2 separate regions of the Mus musculus genome follow, and region 1 is linked to region 2. Evidence: chromatin contacts called from public Hi-C data. All regions are on one chromosome and are shown on one strand. Each heading gives the region's core, a stretch centred on a gene start, on an enhancer-like site or on the middle of the called end of the contact. The rest is flanking DNA. Distances are from core to core; before and after follow the strand shown. Region 1 has its middle 6.5 kb from the start of Gm52604. Region 2 overlaps Usp13 (ubiquitin specific peptidase 13 (isopeptidase T-3)).

Region 1 (4,853 bases), core at 1,150-3,649, 220 kb before region 2:
CACACAGCTCTATGCTGCCTCCCGCAGGAGTCTCAGGTAGGAACTCACCGTGAATGGTCCTAGGAAAACCAAGCTGCTATGTGACCTAGCTCTGCCACTCCTGGGTACAACTGGCACTTGGACAGCAGCCTTGCATACAACAGAGTGTACCTGCTTAGGAGCAAACAGACACTTGTAAAACCTTCCCTCATTTTCTACAGAAAGCCGCCTGTCTTTTTGTTTTGGTTTTTCTCTATGGCTGACAAAATACTCTGACCAAAAGCAATTTAAAGAAGGGTGGATTTATTTCAGCCCACAGTTCAAGGTTACAGCAACGGAGTCATGAAAACAGAGGCTTGAAACAAATGGTCAGATGGCATCCACAGTTAGAAAGCAAAGAGCAGTGAATGCTTGCTATCTAATAATCCACACCATTTCTCCATTTTATATACGCTAGGATCTCCACCGAAGGAATGGGACCACCCACAGTACAGATGTGGCTTCCCAGACAAATTAATCAAATCAAGATAATCTCTTCCCGACATTCTCAGATGCAAACCTTAACCTAGTGGTCCCTCACAGGTATACAGGGAGGCTTGCTTCCAAGGTAGTTCTAGATGCTGTCAACTGACAATCAGCACTTAGTAAGGAATCAACCCCCATAGAAGACCTGGGTGGCCAGTATAATAGTAAAGCCATGGTTTAATCAAAGCTCTGAGACTGTGGTTCTGTCGCTCTGTGTTACATATGTGGAAGAGTCTGGGGTTGTATGCATCAGCTAAGCCAAAATACCCCTCATCCCTGAATTCTAATACACAAATACATTCTAATGCATGCACTGTCACTTACAATTTTTATATAAAATATTTTATAATGATGTAGTAAGTGTTAGCTTCCTGGTGCTGTAGTAAAATACCTGAGGTAACCAACCTACAAATATAAAAGGTTCATTTAGGCTCTTAGTCATAGAAGTTTCAGTTCATGGTTTGACAGCCATTGCTTTGGGTTCTGTAAGAGGCATCACCCCCTGAGCGAGGTGCGGAGCAGAACAGAGCCACTCTGCTCACAGCCAGTTCACAAAATGGGAAGCCGGGTTCCGCAGTCCCCTCTTATCAGGCCCCAATCCTATTTTTTAAAGTTTATTTTATTTTTATCTAGGTGTAGGGATGTATTGTCTGTCTGTCTGTCTGTCATCTGTTCACATAACTGCAGTGTCTCTGGGTCCAGAAAAAGCTGTCAGATCCCCTGGAAATAGAATTATGGGTGGTTGGGTGGGAGCCCCTGAGAGGGGTGAGGGGGATGAGACTACACTGCTCTCAATGCCTCGTCTTTCCAGCCCCTTTTCTCACAGTTCCCACGAGACACCAGATCTGCCAAGACTTTACCAAATGCCCCACACCTTAGCACTTCATCCTCTGTCGAACTTGTCCTAAATGCCTGACTTCATGGTCAAAAATAGCCACTACTATTCAAAGGCGTTCTCTTCATTTCTTAGGCTCTTAATCACCCTTTCATGAAGGAATACAGAAAGGGCCTGGACTGTTGAAAGTGGCCACTTCTAATGGGCGGGCACAAGATTTCTGTGAAGAAAACCTGAGACTTCAGTTCTCAGCTATCTCAGTTTGAATTCAATTCTATTTAAAAAAAAACCACTGTTGCCTACGTTATTAAAATTCATTTAAAATTTCCAATTAATTTAGAAATGGAAAGACCAATAGCTCACATTATAAAAGCAGATGTAATACTGTTAACACTAGCTCAATATAAAGTCAAAATCAACAAAATGAAGAGTATGGTTTTCTCATATCCAATTTTGTTAAAATTAATACTTATAAATAAAGATCTAGTGATCTGGTCTAATTATGCCCTGATTTAAAAATCAATATGGGGTTAAATGTGCATGTTTTATTTTATGTTAAAGAATGCTTGCTCTGGCCTTCTACATTAAAAAAGGCAAATACAAGTGCTTTGCACTGTGCAGAATCTGACAAAATTTACTGTTTTCATGCGGCACATAGTTGTTGTTTTAATACATGTTTAAATGGATAAGCTCTTTGTAGATGAAACTAAATAGTTAACTCAGCATTCATGTAAAAACTGATTGTTTATCTGAAGACAGGAATTCCCCAGCTAACTACCAGTATCTGTCTCAACCACTGCCATGTGTTTCAAGTTCAACTATGCATCCATTACCGACACCAGGGTGTGGCCGCTCCTGCAGTCCTGCACTGTGTGGTAGCACCAATGTCTGCTCTGGACCCAAAAGCTGTCCTTCCCTGCTTTCTGCTCCAACGTCTAATCTAAACCCAGTCATGCTCTCATTCCATCTCCTTTTGCCCCAGCTTCTCTCTCACCTCACCATCACCACTTAGAATATTCCAGACTTATCAGCTTTACCTAAGAAGTCTAAAGACAGGCTCTAAATCTGTCCTTTTGCAACCTGGGGTGAACATATGTATATATGTTTATCCTCTTTGCTACAGTGTTAATTGGCTCCAACTGCCCTTCTGTTAGAGTCCTTTCACGGCCCATCTTCACAGGTGTGCTTGTCACTATTGTCTTAGAGCCATCTTCACAGGTGTGCTCGTCACTATTGTCTTAGAGCCATCTTCACAGGTGTGCTCGTCACTATTGTCTTAGGTTAAAAGTATCAAAAGATGGCCTAGTCGGCCATCACTGGAAAGAGAGGCCCATTGGACACACAAACTTTATATGCCCCAGTACAGGGGAACGCCAGGGCCAAAAAGGGGGAGTGGGTGGGTAGGGGAGTGGGGGGGAGGGTATGGGGGACTTTTGGTATAGCATTGGAAATGTAAATGAGCTAAATACCTAATAAAAAATGGAAAAAAAAGTGCAGATATCAGACCCTATCACAGTCTTAGTGAATCAGGCCATAAAGACTGAGCCTGGGAAACCTTCAGTAACACTCTGCAAGTGTACTTGGTGTAGCGTGGAGATGATAGGACTCAAAGGCTTGCTGTTCCAGCATCCGGGGTGTTCCCAAATGCACCATACGCACTACTAAGTTTTATAGACTCCTCTACACCGGACCTGGGCTTCCATGCCTCTGGCCTTTCCTAAAGGTGTTCTCTCTGACTAGAACATCCATCCCCTCACTCCCTACTAATCCTCAGTCAGCCATTAACATCTAGACATGTTTTTCCTAGCATGAGTCATCAGAGCCTCCAAGTATGGTTACACACCATTCTCCGTGTTCACAATGCTCCAAACCTGGGTGGAACTCTGTCACTGGCCCCTCACCCTGCTGTCTCAGAGTAGTTTCCCTTGGCTGTGTGCTTTATCTCCAGTGCCTCGCACAGAGTCTGCCCATGGTCTATGAGCCTCTCCTATGCACTGTGCCTCTCCTATCTTCTGGGGACTCATTTCACAGACCTTCCAAGTATTCTTGAAACCAGAAATAGTAACAAGATTTCTCCCCGCTCCAAATATGTGTGTGTAATATACTTCCCTGTACACCTTTAATAGAGTCTAACTTAAAAATCAGCCACATCAAGAGATGAGTAATAACTAATAATGTAATAAAACTGTAATAAAACAAAAACTATAATAAAACTATAATTGCTAAAATACTCTAATATAATAAACTATAATAAAACTATAATGAATAAAAAACTATAATACAATTTTAAAACAGTAATAAAAGTGAACGCAGTCACTGTGTTCTTCTATTCTACTCGCCAGTCTTCCTGTGATGAGTCCAGGTGGTACAGTGACTCCATGGGAGCCTGCACTGGCATTTGTGACATGCCAACCTGTGACATAGTGCCGAATGACTAAGTGAGATATCACATAACCAGCATGGGTGTGCTGGATGGGTGAATGGCTGATTCACTTGTTGGGTGAACAGAGGCAGATGGTATCAAATTTTATCATGCTACTCAGAATGGATAGACATTCAAATCAAGTGCATTTCTGTTTCTGGAATTTTCCATTTAGGCCGTTGTTGACAATGGGCAACTGAAACCGAGGAAAGCAAAATTGCAGATAAGGAAAGCTATTGTACATGCTGGATTAAATAATTAACTGTGGAACTAATTCATCTCATAATTAGCCTTTATTAATCTTCTTGCTTTGATTCAAACTTCTAAAGATTCCCATAGACAAATATAAATTAAGCACTTTATCTGGCATCTTTGAAGACATAATTAAACTATTATAAAAACGTCCTACACCCTTTAAAACTAGGTATCCCTAAAAGTCTATTCAGATTCCTTTTTGATTTAAACAAATGGCAGGTGCAAAAAAGCAAACATTCCTCTTTGGCAGCAGGCAGACGAGCTGGTTCCCTAGAACTGTACACTCTTGTTCACTGGCTGGTTGTCCCTTTCAATGGTGGTCCCTTCTCAATGGTGGTCACTCCTGCAAAGCTGGTGGGAAACCACTCTTTGTTGTGATTCTTGGTTTTCTCATCCACAAATGAGTAAGCATTATACCCTCTCAACATTGTAATTTATGTGTTCCAAACTTAAATGTGTTAAATTAGGATTTAAGATACTACTTAATATAAAAGAAGGCCTATTTCATTAAATGATGCCTAGAGTTTATCATACACTTGTAACAGAGAGGGTTGAATTCCTCTAGTAGGAAACTATTGATCCCTTTTACCATAGCATTGAACAAACTGTGCATCTGTTCTACTGATCTCTGCTCCGTTTTGCTGTTTGGATTTTTCTATCAATTAGTCGCAAGATTTTAATCATCAAGAATACTCTGAGAGTCTTGGCATTCTTTGATGCAAAGACAATCTTCAATTCTTTTCTCCCTGACTTTGGGACATATGGAGAAGGTTGGAATGAGGTATTAGTATAGGTTGTAGTCCTCTCTGCTGGTGTAACTTTGGGTGGGTGTCTTAC
Region 2 (5,153 bases), core at 506-3,005:
TGTGTATGATTTAGATGAATATCACATACATATAGTACTGCTGTATCTCAGAGGCAGGGAAGGGTGCTAAGAGGAAGTTATACCTCCAGCTACCTACTACTACAAGTGTGGCGTCTGGACTGTCAATGCCAACACCATGCGGTAGGTTAGAAACATGGTCGCTCAGCCCACCTACACCTGCCAATCAGGATCTGCATTTTCCAAAGATCCCAGGTGACCTGTGTGCACAGTAACTTCTGAGATGCGCTGTCGCAAGGAGTGTACTTCCCCTCTGAGAACCTGATCCTCCCAGAGCTCAGTGGTGAGGGTGTGGTTAGCATATGGTGTTTCTTATGGTAGTGTTTCTCCTAGATTCTGGGTCCAGAGAAACCTGGGAGTAACAGAGGAAACAATGGGGTGGAAGGGACGGGGCAGACGTTCCCACAGCCTCTTTCACATGCCATGTCTGGTTAGGTGGCTCACTCTATAGTTTAAGCGAAAGCATGCAAAGGATACCTACCAAATTTTCTGGGAACCCAGTCAAGACCAAAAGTGAACTTCTTTATCTGCACTACCAAGTATTCAGGGAATGAGGCAAAGCGAGAAGTTCTGGGAAACACAAGGGGAGGAGATCAATCAAACAAGGAAGAAAAGAAAGGCTATTGCTGTCCATGGCTCACAGGCAGCTTTGTCTGGGGCTCCTGGCAATGCCAAGGACTGCCCTGAGAAGGAACCAACCAACAGTCAGTACACCGGTACTCGCACACTCGCTCCAACCCCCTGGCTTCTCTGCCGCAGAAAATGCTGACTGGGGACACAGTAATCACTGGGTGCAGCTATCTCACAGTGACTGCTTTGCTGCAGTGCTCTGGAAAGTGTGCCTAAACCACTTGATTTCCCAGCATTCTTGGAGTGTTTTTACCTGTGTATGTATCTGTGTGTGTTCTCAGTCAAGCACGCACCATGTCTGTGACATTCCCTACGTGGTGCAGAGAAGCCAGCCTCACTCCTCCTGGGCATCACTGTCTCACAGCAGTGGACTGGTGCAAGGGAGGGTTGCCAGAACTCGGGTTGAGGCTGACCATTACAGAGTCTCTTTGAATACCAGGATCCCGGGTAGCACGGGTCCTATAGCTAGCTCTCTCTATCTAAACCTAAGCCTTATCTTTTAAAAGATTTTAGCTTATGTGTATGGGTGTTTGCCTGCACGTGTGTATATGTACCATGTCTGTGTCCACAGACCTAAGAAAAGCAGGTCATGTCCCCAGGAACTGGAGCTACCTGTGGTTATGAGACACCATGTAGGTCCTGGGAACCAGACCCTGGTCCTCTGCAAGAGCGGCAAGTGCTCCTGCCCCTGAACTTGACATTTTTAAATTAACACTGAGTTAATTCTGAGTTCACTTCAAACTGAAATACAGAGTATTCTAGGCTTGGCTTTATCACTTTTATGCACACACTGACTGTTCTAATTGCACATCAAATCCATGCCTCTCAGTGCCCGAATCCCACTCATTCGGTCACCAATTATGTCTTTCCAGCACCTCTTTCTATTTGCCTGTCTATGTAAACAGACAAAGAGCCACATTGTTTCCCAGCCTTTGGGCTAAAATCATGTACAGACAATGAGCCAGAGATGGTACAATAGGTCCCCTTTAAAATAGAAGGCTCCGAGCTTTCTCCTCCAAACCTCACTGTTGAATTAGAGCCATTGCCTTCTATCTGATACACATCTTTTTAGGTCTGAACAAACTCCAATGTATTGCTGCCCTCTGGTGCAGAATAGTAGACACAGCACAGGGCTGACCATGGGCAAAGAGTAGAGAAGTATGGCTTTAAGTCTTCAGTAGGCTCGTAATTTACTCCAGATCCGGGGGAATCTCTGGCCCCTCTGAGGCTCGTTTTACATCTGGAAATGATCTTACTCGTGGATGTGCTGTCAGGGTTGTTCAGTGCTTTCTCGCCCTTGTGAAAACCCCTTGACACACCAGACTGTACTGTACTGAGGAAGTGGAGTGAATTCCATCATCCCTAAAGTTTCGGACACTGAACTGGTCTGTCACTGACCTGTATCTTCCCTGCTCTGTCTCAAGTTCTCCCTCAGAAGGACAGTAGATGAGAACAGGCCTCAATGCAAGGCAACTATGAGAGCTCAGCCTTGCAAAGGGATTGATCTAGGATTATCCTGGCTCTCTGAAGAAACGTACAGTCCCTCCAATTGGGTTCTCTGGCTGCCTGAGAAGCCTAAATATATATCATTCTCATTTAAATGAAGCCAAGACTTCCAGTTTACAGAAAGTCAACAAAATTCACCTGCTATTATAGCATTTTCAACTAATGAAAAAAGTTATCTTTCAGCTACAGTGTGTGAGTGTGTATGTGTGTGTATGTGTGTGTGTGTGTGTGTGTGTGTGAGAGTGAGAGAGAGAGAGAGAGAGAGAGAGAGAGAGAGAGAGAGAGAGAGAGACAGAAAGAGACAAAGAGAGACAGAGAGGGACAGAGAGAGACAGAGAGGGAAGAGAAGAGAGAGAGAGAGAGAGATGCTCATGTATGTGTCCATCAAAGGTCAACAATCAGTGGGTGTGTTTCTTCCTCTCTCACTCTCCACCTTACTTTTATGAGACAGTCTCTACTGTCCCTGGAGCTCAGATGAGAGTGGCTAGCCAGTGGGAGCCCGGGATGTGCCCCTGTCCTCATCCCAGTACCATGTTTACAGCCATGCCCACCGTGCTCTGCTTCTGCACAAGCCACACCAGATCCCACACAGGCAAGCTCTCATTCCTAAGCAGCAGTCTTTACCACTGAGGCCTCTCCTCTGCCCAGACCTTCTCACATTAATATCAAATCTGGGGTAATCTCATTAAATCAATGGTATGCAAATGGTGACTCTGGAGCCAGGAAAGTTGCTGACTCTATGCTAAAGAGCTGTGTGAAAATAAGGTATGGGCAGTGGATTAGTTGGAGGTTGGGACAGAAGGTGGAGGAACAATTAAGGAATGACTCTGTAGTGGGTAACTACCAACCATTCAAAAATATCTTAAACTCAACCACACTGCATTTTGTTCCACATATATCTCAGGTTTGTCTCAAGAGCAATAAGAATCTCCACTCAGTAACAGGAGTTCGCGGACATCAAGTTACAGTTAAATCTGACAATATTAAACTGGGCTTTGCAAATGGGTTGGCAGTTGTACAATGTCTATTAGCACTGCTCACTCATTACAATTAAGACTCACATGTTATGAAGACATCTTATTATGAAAAAACAATGTAAGCTGCAATAACTAACATGGTCTACTCCACAGCATTGAAAATTGGCTAAGTCAAAAAGAGTACTAGCCCCTTTCTGGTAAGTGCACCAAAAATGCCATTAGTCAACTATATGCAAACCTCATGACCCACAGCAAATACACATGCACATGCGCACACACATTCACAAAAGATCACAATAATGACAGTGACAACAGCTGCTGACAGGTACATGCAAGGCATCTATTCTGTTCAGCTCCCTTAGGCATCAGTTCTATAAATAAAACCCTTCTGTTATCCCCGCTTTACAGATAGGAAAAGGGGCACTGGCAGGAGCGTTAGCTGCCCAAGGTCACATTCCAGCTGATGGAGAGAGTCTGCTCTGGGGCCCACACTATGCTCCTCTCTCCCAAGTGACAAAGTGTAAGTGGGACTCTCCCCACAGCCACACTGGACAGGAGTGGGGTCTTGTCCAGCACTCTGCCTAGAATGAGCTGTAATATTTGGTAGGTAAATGGATGCTCCAAACAATACCGGGCTTCCCTGACACAGCCTGTCAGGATCGTTTTAGAGCAGTGGCTCTCAACCTTCCCAATGCTGTGACCCCTTAGTACAGTTCCTCATGTTGTGGTGACCCCCAATCAAAAAGTTATTTCATTGCTGCTTCATAACTCTAATTTCACTTCTGTTATGAATCAGAATGTAACTATCTGGTATGCAGAATAGCTGATATTTGAACCTGTGAAAGAGTCATTCTCTCAACAAAAGGAGTCTCAACCCCGATGTTGAGAAGCATTGATGTAAAGAACCATTATGTCTGGTCCATCCTGACTTATAGGCCTACCTAGATCAGCCCACTCTTTCTTTCTTTGTGTTTGTTTGTTTGTTTGTTTTTAATAGAGAGATATACTATGCTGTCCAGGCTGATATTGAACTCTCTCTGTTGTCTAGGCTGGCCATGAGCTTGCCAATCCTCCTGCCTCAGCTTTCCAAGTTCTGGGATCACAGGTATGCACTACCCCACCTGGTCACCAAGGATACAAGCCTTTTGCCTTTTTCTGGATTTTCGGGCTCAGGGTCTAACAAAAGGAAGGTTCAAACTGACATTAACAAAATGCCAGCAGCATCACAGCCTACATTATAAAAAATAAATTAAAACTAAAAAATCCCCAGAAGTTCACTAGCTGGCTTTGCCAAATGCCAAAACAAGCATTTGAAACTATAAAGTACATAAGGACTGCTAAGCATGGCTGTATGTGGACTCGGTGGATTACGTGGGTAAACCCAGGATAGAAGTGCCATCCCTGAGTGCCATCAGACCAGCTTAATCTCACAAGCATGCCACTTACTGGACAACTGCTTCTCCTTTTATTGCCCCATCTCTAAAGCGGGAGACCACTGGAGCTTACCCCGCACTGCTAAGACCATATTAAATGTGATAACTGATGGGTGGGAGTTTGGGCTACAGCAAGACCCTGTCTCAAAACACAAGAGTAGTCTGGAAAGAAAACAGTTGATAGCAGGTTCATCCCAAGCTCCTAGGTAGGCAGTAAGTAGTAGGTATGTTAGTAGCTCTAGCCTTCTTTTCTAAAGGATGGTTACTTTAGATAATAACAATTGCGATACAACACTAATTCTTCTTGAGCATAGAAACAAGCATATAGGGGCCGAGGAGACGGCTTTTGGATGAAGACCTCGCCTCACAGGTTTAGGGATCTGAGTTTAGATACTCCCAAATTATGTAAAGCCAGGCAGTGATATATCTCAGTCACCCAGTGCTCCCTCAGTGAGGTGAGAGATGGTTGTCTTCTGACTTCCACAAGCAGAAAGAGGTGTGTGCCTGTACGCATGGCACATGCACACTCATGCATGCACACACAGAGACAAAGACACACACACACACACACACACACACTCAACAGCTC

Evidence for each region. A called contact is a pair of places that touch in the nucleus more often than the background predicts.
Region 1: a Hi-C map of rod photoreceptor shows a contact between it and region 2, with 2.4 times the contacts expected there. The contact joins two enhancer-like sites. A contact is called at or near these places in 9 of 484 Hi-C or Micro-C datasets (adipose-derived mesenchymal stem cells, cortical neurons, cranial neural crest and 6 more).

What each region holds. Positions count from the first base shown.
Region 1 is chr3:33,123,912-33,128,764 of GRCm38.p6, reverse strand. It overlaps a transcript of Pex5l not described here. Among named protein-coding and RNA genes, the nearest start is that of Gm52604, 6.5 kb to the right of the region's middle. Within about 2 kb of position 2,399, at least 4 of the 459 cell types and tissues checked have an H3K27ac peak or open chromatin away from gene starts, as enhancers often do. A contact at or near this core is called in rod photoreceptor, where this site is marked.
Region 2 is chr3:32,907,008-32,912,160 of GRCm38.p6, reverse strand. It overlaps Usp13 (ubiquitin specific peptidase 13 (isopeptidase T-3)), which reads right to left. Exons shown (of 21, transcript NM_001013024.2): 14 at 500-588. Among named protein-coding and RNA genes, the nearest start is that of Gm34153, 62 kb to the left of the region's middle. Within about 2 kb of position 1,755, at least 32 of the 459 cell types and tissues checked have an H3K27ac peak or open chromatin away from gene starts, as enhancers often do. A contact at or near this core is called in rod photoreceptor, where this site is marked.